Linked DNA regions of Anas platyrhynchos: region 1 is linked to region 2. A link is a contact called in public Hi-C data. All regions are on one chromosome and are shown on one strand. The core of a region is the stretch at or near the end of the contact, and the rest is flanking DNA. Distances in the headings are between cores, read along the strand shown.

The links. Hi-C and Micro-C count contacts between places; a contact is called where the count stands out from the background.
Region 1: a Hi-C map of skeletal muscle shows a contact between it and region 2, with 2.4 times the contacts expected there. The contact joins two enhancer-like sites. A contact is called at or near these places in 4 of 8 Hi-C or Micro-C datasets (liver, skeletal muscle and subcutaneous adipose tissue).

Annotation. Positions count from the first base shown.
Region 1 is chr10:17,081,994-17,085,274 of IASCAAS_PekinDuck_T2T, forward strand. MAP7D3 (MAP7 domain containing 3) reads right to left here. Exons shown (of 21, transcript XM_038184002.2): 10 at 2,454-2,579; 11 at 222-367. Among named protein-coding and RNA genes, the nearest start is that of MAP7D3, 29 kb to the right of the region's middle. Within about 2 kb of position 1,773, at least 2 of the 8 cell types and tissues checked have an H3K27ac peak or open chromatin away from gene starts, as enhancers often do.
Region 2 is chr10:17,025,347-17,028,606 of IASCAAS_PekinDuck_T2T, forward strand. SLC9A6 (solute carrier family 9 member A6) reads left to right here. Exons shown (of 16, transcript XM_038184653.2): 16 at 1-14. Among named protein-coding and RNA genes, the nearest start is that of FHL1, 11 kb to the right of the region's middle. Within about 2 kb of position 1,820, at least 3 of the 8 cell types and tissues checked have an H3K27ac peak or open chromatin away from gene starts, as enhancers often do.

The DNA of each region.
Region 1 (3,281 bases), core at 523-3,022, 57 kb after region 2:
TTATGTTACCTAAATGAAACTTTAGGAACCATAAGCAGAAAACAGCTTGCCATTAAGATACCAGAGAGACCAAGGATCATAAAATTTCAATTCTATTTCAATACTGTATTTTTGAAGCACGCACTATCAGACATCTCAATAACAAAGCACATAAACAAATCCTGAACTGTTCCAAACCCCCAGATTAATACAAACCTAATTCCTGTGGATTTTGAACAAACCTGGGTTGAATCTGGTGAACTTGCATCAGATGAAGGTACAGAGGGCTTCAATCTGTCGATGCTACGACTGCGCACGGGCACTTTAGGAGTTGGGACTGGGGAACTGATGGAACTGGCTGAAGCTGAACGAGGACAGAGGTGAGATTCTATAAAAGTTAGGAATTTGACAAGACAAAACAAGAACCAAGTGCACAGCATAGGAATAGGAGAAAAGAGGGAAAAAGAGAGAAAGAAAGATTGTGTGTGTTAGAAACCATACAGAGAAACATCACAGGAAGTGCACATTGCAATGGGTCATGGACACAGACACCACCACCACACGATTAGTACTTTGGAAGCAACAGCACTAAGAATAAAACCATTCTGAAAGCAGAGTCTGAAGTAGATAAAAATAAAATGCTTTTCCAAACATTGCCTGATTTTGCAATACACCAGTATTTCAGTCAAGATGCATCTCATCACAAATACTTCAGAACAGTTTTAATGGCTTAGCATGATTCTTTACAGATTCTTCATTCAAATTTTAAGTACATTCCCCCCATACTCATGGAGGAAAATTTCCTTCTGTTCACAACGTACTTGCAAAGCAGAATTACTTTAGGAATCTGAGCATTACTTCACAGACATTTCTTGTGAAATAAGCATTTATGCAACAGTGTTTTATTCTACTTTGCCTCTCTAACCCCTTTATTACTATTTATGTGCACCCTTTATCCACGTTGACAAATCGAAGTTAAGTAGTGTAAAATAAACATATAAGAGAGAGGAATCAACTGCTCAACTAAAATAGCTTTTCTACCTTAGGTGTCAATCTCTTCACAAATAATACAATATTGAAAGAAACTATATCTTCTAATTACTACTTTAACTAAAATAATCATAGATGGACAAGCATACATATATGTAAAAATCTACTTCTGAAATGAGACAAGCGATTTTTCTAGAGTATGAATAAATTGTGACAGATGCCAGCACTTAATTTTGTAACTTTATGGAAAATACATTTTATTTTTATATTTGCAGCGTTTGTGGAAGGAGAACTGTATTCTGTTTGTGCTTAGTTTGTGCTAAAGCACAGGTAGGTATTTACCAAAAAGAAGAAAGTACTTCTAAGTAAAATGATAAGAATGTAAAAGTTATCTTTAATTCAGCAATAGTGAATAAGTCACATGCTGTCAGTAATGGTGAAAAAGATGGTATTTCCCCACATAACATGATCTGAAATACTCATGATAAAATAAAAATGGCACATAGATAGCTGTGCAAAAATATGACCACTGACTGTGAACCAAAAATCTGATTACACAAGGGGAGCAGTGCAGAAATGTTACCATTAACAAGGACCAAGTTAAGTGGCATAAGATTAAAAAAAAAAAAAAGATGGAAGAATACACTAAAGAAACGAGCAAAACTGGGAATGCAAGTTATGAAGTAAGAGAGGAGAAAGGACTCCACATTGGTTCCACACAAATATTTACCGGGGCATACTTAACACCAGTAATAAGACATGTGGAATGCAGCTAGGCCTTCCTTGCAACAGAATGTGATGTAGAGATTCTTTTGCTAGTACTACACTGAGCCACTGTGTGAGCTTACCAGCTCAGTCTGGAGCAGTGTAAAATTACTTGGGCCAGACAGGGTTTCTCCACTATGTACTCCTTCTGGTATGCTACTTACTACTCCTAGTCGTTCTGAGTGCAGCCAGCTCAGTGCTCCCTGCACTTAGGTTAAGACAACCCTTTTGCCATGTTTGTACAAGAGTTTCTCCCCCTAAAGAAATTTAGGCCTTGAACTTACTTCTTTCAGCCTCCTTTGAAATGATATATATATTTATTCTTCCCTTTTGTTAATTTCCTAGCACTGCTCTCTGACCAGTATTTCTCAGATTCATTTCAGTATACACCGAAATGCAGATCTCCAAGTCAGTTAAAAAACAAAAAAAAGGAAAAAACAAAACAAGTATCAGAATTTTGGTTCTCCACAAACCAAGTAAACTGGCACTGTTTAAGTTTTAAAAGCCAGTGTTTTTCTCTGGTTTTACTAAATAAACACACAACATAGCATATGAATCAGTTGTCACTGACCAAAGAAAATATTGGATAAGTAATATTATACATAACCATACATTAACTGTCTGATCCAGACTGAAACACAGCAGTTAGCAACTATCATGTTAAGTTCTTGCTTGAAGAACGACTGCAAAAAACTTTCACTTTGCTGCCCTCCTGTTACCTGAGGGATCTTGTCCATCAGCCGATAATGTAGCAGCACTTTTACTCCTAGCTAAGGATGCCTGTGTAGGGGCGAGGAGGCGACTGATAACGCTACTGTCCAGAGGACTGACCTGGGAGCGGCGAGCTAAATGATGGGAACAAATCAAAAAGGATCCAACATGAAATCATATAATGAAAAAGACAAGCAGTACAAAGCAAAGGAGGTTTGTGAGCATTGTTGCAAATCATAGCAGTTTTAGAAGAAAAACACCGAAGTCATGGAGAGAGAAATCCAAACTAATAGCATAGAAAGATTAAACACTGCAATCTCTTATGCTGCACTTGTCCTCGGCTTGCTTAATAGCAATCAATTTAATACATGGAGACAGATGCATACAACGGGGATGAATGCTGAAGTCAGTCAAAATAGGAAAAATTTTGACGCAGCTCTTCAGAGCTATACACTCTACATTGCAAGAAAGGTTATTCTGATATAAACAGACTTTCAAGCCAAAGTGAATGGTTATCATCAGGCATCATTTGCACAGACAAATGGATAGCACTCATCAATCTCTCAAACAGGAAAGATTCTGAAAAAGAATAATGCTTTTTCCACTGTTGGCAACAGCTGCTAAAAGGAAAGTTTCAGAATTGTTAAAGGGAAAAAAGAGTTAGAAAAGTTGCTAGTCTTCTGCTTTAGAAAGAGTCCCTAGAAAAAAAAAAGGTATTTGTAACCTAGTGGGGAATACACAGAACAAAGGAGACTGAAGTGAAACCAGTTTCCTCCATCATTCACATGCAGAAAGTTCAGATGAGCAGCAGGAGCAGAGAAGTTGCTATTAAACTG
Region 2 (3,260 bases), core at 570-3,069:
TGTAGCAAAGTGAAGACGTGCTGCTTTACATTCTTGGACTGCTTTGCTCACGGCTGTTGGCAGCCAGGGAAGGCAGCAGCTGCTGACCCCACGCTCATCCATGGACAGCAAAGCCACCCTGCAGAGCTGCATGGACCTGTGCATTACAAGGGGCATTTGCAAAACCGAGTCTCGAGCTTTACTGGACTTTTATGCCCAGAGTTTTTGTTGATTTTGCAGCTGGGATCATTGCAGCAGATCTGCTGTCCTCTGGAGGTGATTCCGCCCTCCATCTCGCCTCTACATTGGTTTTGTGAGTGCTGTGGGAGCAGCAGAAGAGGTTTGTTGTTCAAATGCTTTACAATCTTTCAATACTGAGGTCATTTGGGAAACTTCAGGAATCTGCTTTTGAGGGCTTTGTTTCAAAAAGGGCAACCTTCACTTTTCTAGGGGTATTACAATATGTTGTAGCTCCGCTTCACTGCGGGAGGGCAGCCTCTGAAACCTCATAAACCCTTGTCTTCCATCCATAGTAGTGCAGAGGTCTGTTACCTTCCTTCTTTACATAGCTGTGAGTTTGATTTTGGCAAGCAGAGGGAAGGACCACGCCACCACACAGCCGTGCCTGTACACTGGGGTCCCCCACCCTGCAGGTCCAGGTGGGCAGTACAGCGCTGGCTCACGGGCATACAGCACCAAGCCTGTGTTGAGCCATCCCCCACCACAAAAAAGAGAGCAAAGCTGCTCTGTTGTGCTAGCAAAACAGAGGAACTCTGTTGCTAAACAGCTACGCTTGCTGTGAAAATGTCCGTGGCATTTTGGTTTAAAGTAGTTCCTTTGTAATGAGTTGGCACTGAGAAAACCAAGAACTTTTCTTCCACCACTGTCCCAAGGCCAGCCAAAAGGACATCGGCTCTGCCTTCCTTCCCAAAGGTACCTACAGCCTCAGAAGAACCACAGGGCTGTTTGGCTGTTTTCAGAGCAATCCTGTGTTCTCATGCTCAGGTGCTGTGCACTTGGCTCTCCATCCGTGCCATGCTGACAAAATCTTTATGTGAGGCAAAATTTAAAAAATAAAAAAATAAAAAAATGCAAGCTGTTGAATTTTCCTTATCATATCCTGCAAGGATCTCCTGTCCTTGCTGGGTCCTCTAGATGGCAATATTGGAAAGGCCACTAATTGTCTGCCACCAGTGTCCCTGCAGGTGCAGAGGCTGCAGTTCACCCCTGCTCCAGAGCCCCTCCATCCCCTGCTGTGCTCCCTGCACCTTACCACCACCCAGCTCCAGTCCTTTCTTGCAGAAAGGAGGAAATGCCCCGTGGCAATACCACCGGCTCTTCCACCCTGAGACCTCTCACTGAAGCCAGCTGTGAGCTGGCATTCACAAAGGACGTGCTTGGCTTAGCAATGGCCTCGCAGCCTGGTTGGGCAGCCTGGAGAGGGCTCTCAGCTGGGTATCTGTGGCTGGACATTGGCACCTGGGAGGCTGGAGGTGGCCTGGTACTCAGAGATTCCACCTTGCTTGACCCTTTAATGCCAGCTGCTTGTTTTTTTTTGTGTGTTTTTTGTTTTTTTTTTTTTTTGTACAGCCCCAGCGCAGCGTGTGCCACCAGCCAAGGGCTGTGTGCTGGAGGAAATCCTGTATAGATAGCTAGGAACACGTTCACTCACAGACCCAGCCGTAGCCTTCCAGTACTAAGCCGCAAACATCCTTGGGCCACCTGTGTCTGTGACTGGAGAACAACTGGAAGATGAGGAGTTGATGAAGAGCTGGTGTCCTTGCTGACAGTCACAGCGAAACCTGCCAGGCACTGAGAGAGCCCAGAGGCAGCGCAGTGTTTGTGTACTCCGTGTCCCGTGTAGCAACATCTCCTGGTGCTGCCCGGCAGAGCACCCTGTGTTCCCCTGCTCGCTGGGAGCAATCAGGCACTTAATGCCTGGAGCAGCCCCCAAACAAGCGAGGCAAAGCCCTGGTGGGTTGGCTGCTGCGGAGTGAGATGTCGTGGGGAGGCTGGAGAGCCCAAAGCTGGGGAAAGCAGAGGTCGAGTCTGCCACTCCTCAGGGTTGCAGGACAGCACCAGGGGTGTGCAAAGGTCTGCTCTCAGAACGGATTTGGGAACCAGGGGTTCTGGAGCATGTCACTGTGGGGTCATGCAGCCCTTACGCAGGCCATCTTGGTGCTTTTGCTTAATCCAGCCATTACAGTCCATGATGGGCACTCAGAGGCAGCGTGAGGGGCTACAAGGGCTGCAGGAGACTCTGTAGGGTTCAGGGCTCCAAGGTAGCAGAGCTTCGAACTTGTTGTCAAATATTTAGACGTATATGTATACAAAAGGATTTGATCTTTCTTAATTGGCCTTTTGTAGGAAATTCCACCATCTGTCCTCCTGCGAGGGGTGCCAGCGATGCTCTGGCCCCAGGAGTCCTTATATGGCTGCAATCTCCTAACCCGGCGTGTTTCGCAGAATAGTGTGGTCACAGCTGCTTCTAAGGACACGTGTGAGCATCACTCCCCTTCCCGTATGCATAAGCTCCCAGGAATGCAGACAAAGATAAAAAGTGTATAAATTAAAGTCATCAGCTGTATGCAGCGTGTCAGCTCTCCTCCCAGCAGCAGCAAGGTTAGTTATTCCAGCCTACCCACACGGGCTGTGCTGAGCTGGCAAGGCACCGTGGTGCAAAGGATGCTTTGTGAATAGGAAAATACCAACCCACGGGGCAGCAGAGCATTTTGTACTGCAAATGTGCTCAGGCTGAGACAGCAGCAGGAACATTTCCCTTACCCTTCCTTCTCCTGCAGGCACAAGCTAAACTATGGCCGAGAGCTGCAGGTACCCGGCAGCTACTCCTGAGCACTTTTTGTCCATGAGGAACTTCTGTACCCTGAATTCAGCCAGATCTTTCTGCCAAGGACACCTCCTCTCCTCCTCCTCCCTCCATGGCCTGGTGTCCATGGTCCGTGACAAGCTCCTGACCTGCTCATACTCCAAATGCAGCAGAAGAAGCTATTGCCACCTCTCTGCCAGGGTGTCTGTCTCCCACCTCCCCGCTGTATCCTCATTCAGCACCTTGAAGTACCTCCTCTGCACACTGTGATGGATGGCTGAATCTGCTCTTCTGTGATGCAGCTTGCTCCTAAATCTCCCAGAGGTACAAGAGGAAGGGGAACAACAGATGCAGTGTTGCTGACTTCTCCCTTTTCCCAGGCAGTTAATATTAATCACTGGTGCTTCAAGATGTGTTGTGTGAATTCTCCTGGCCTCTGAAGCTTTTGAGATCT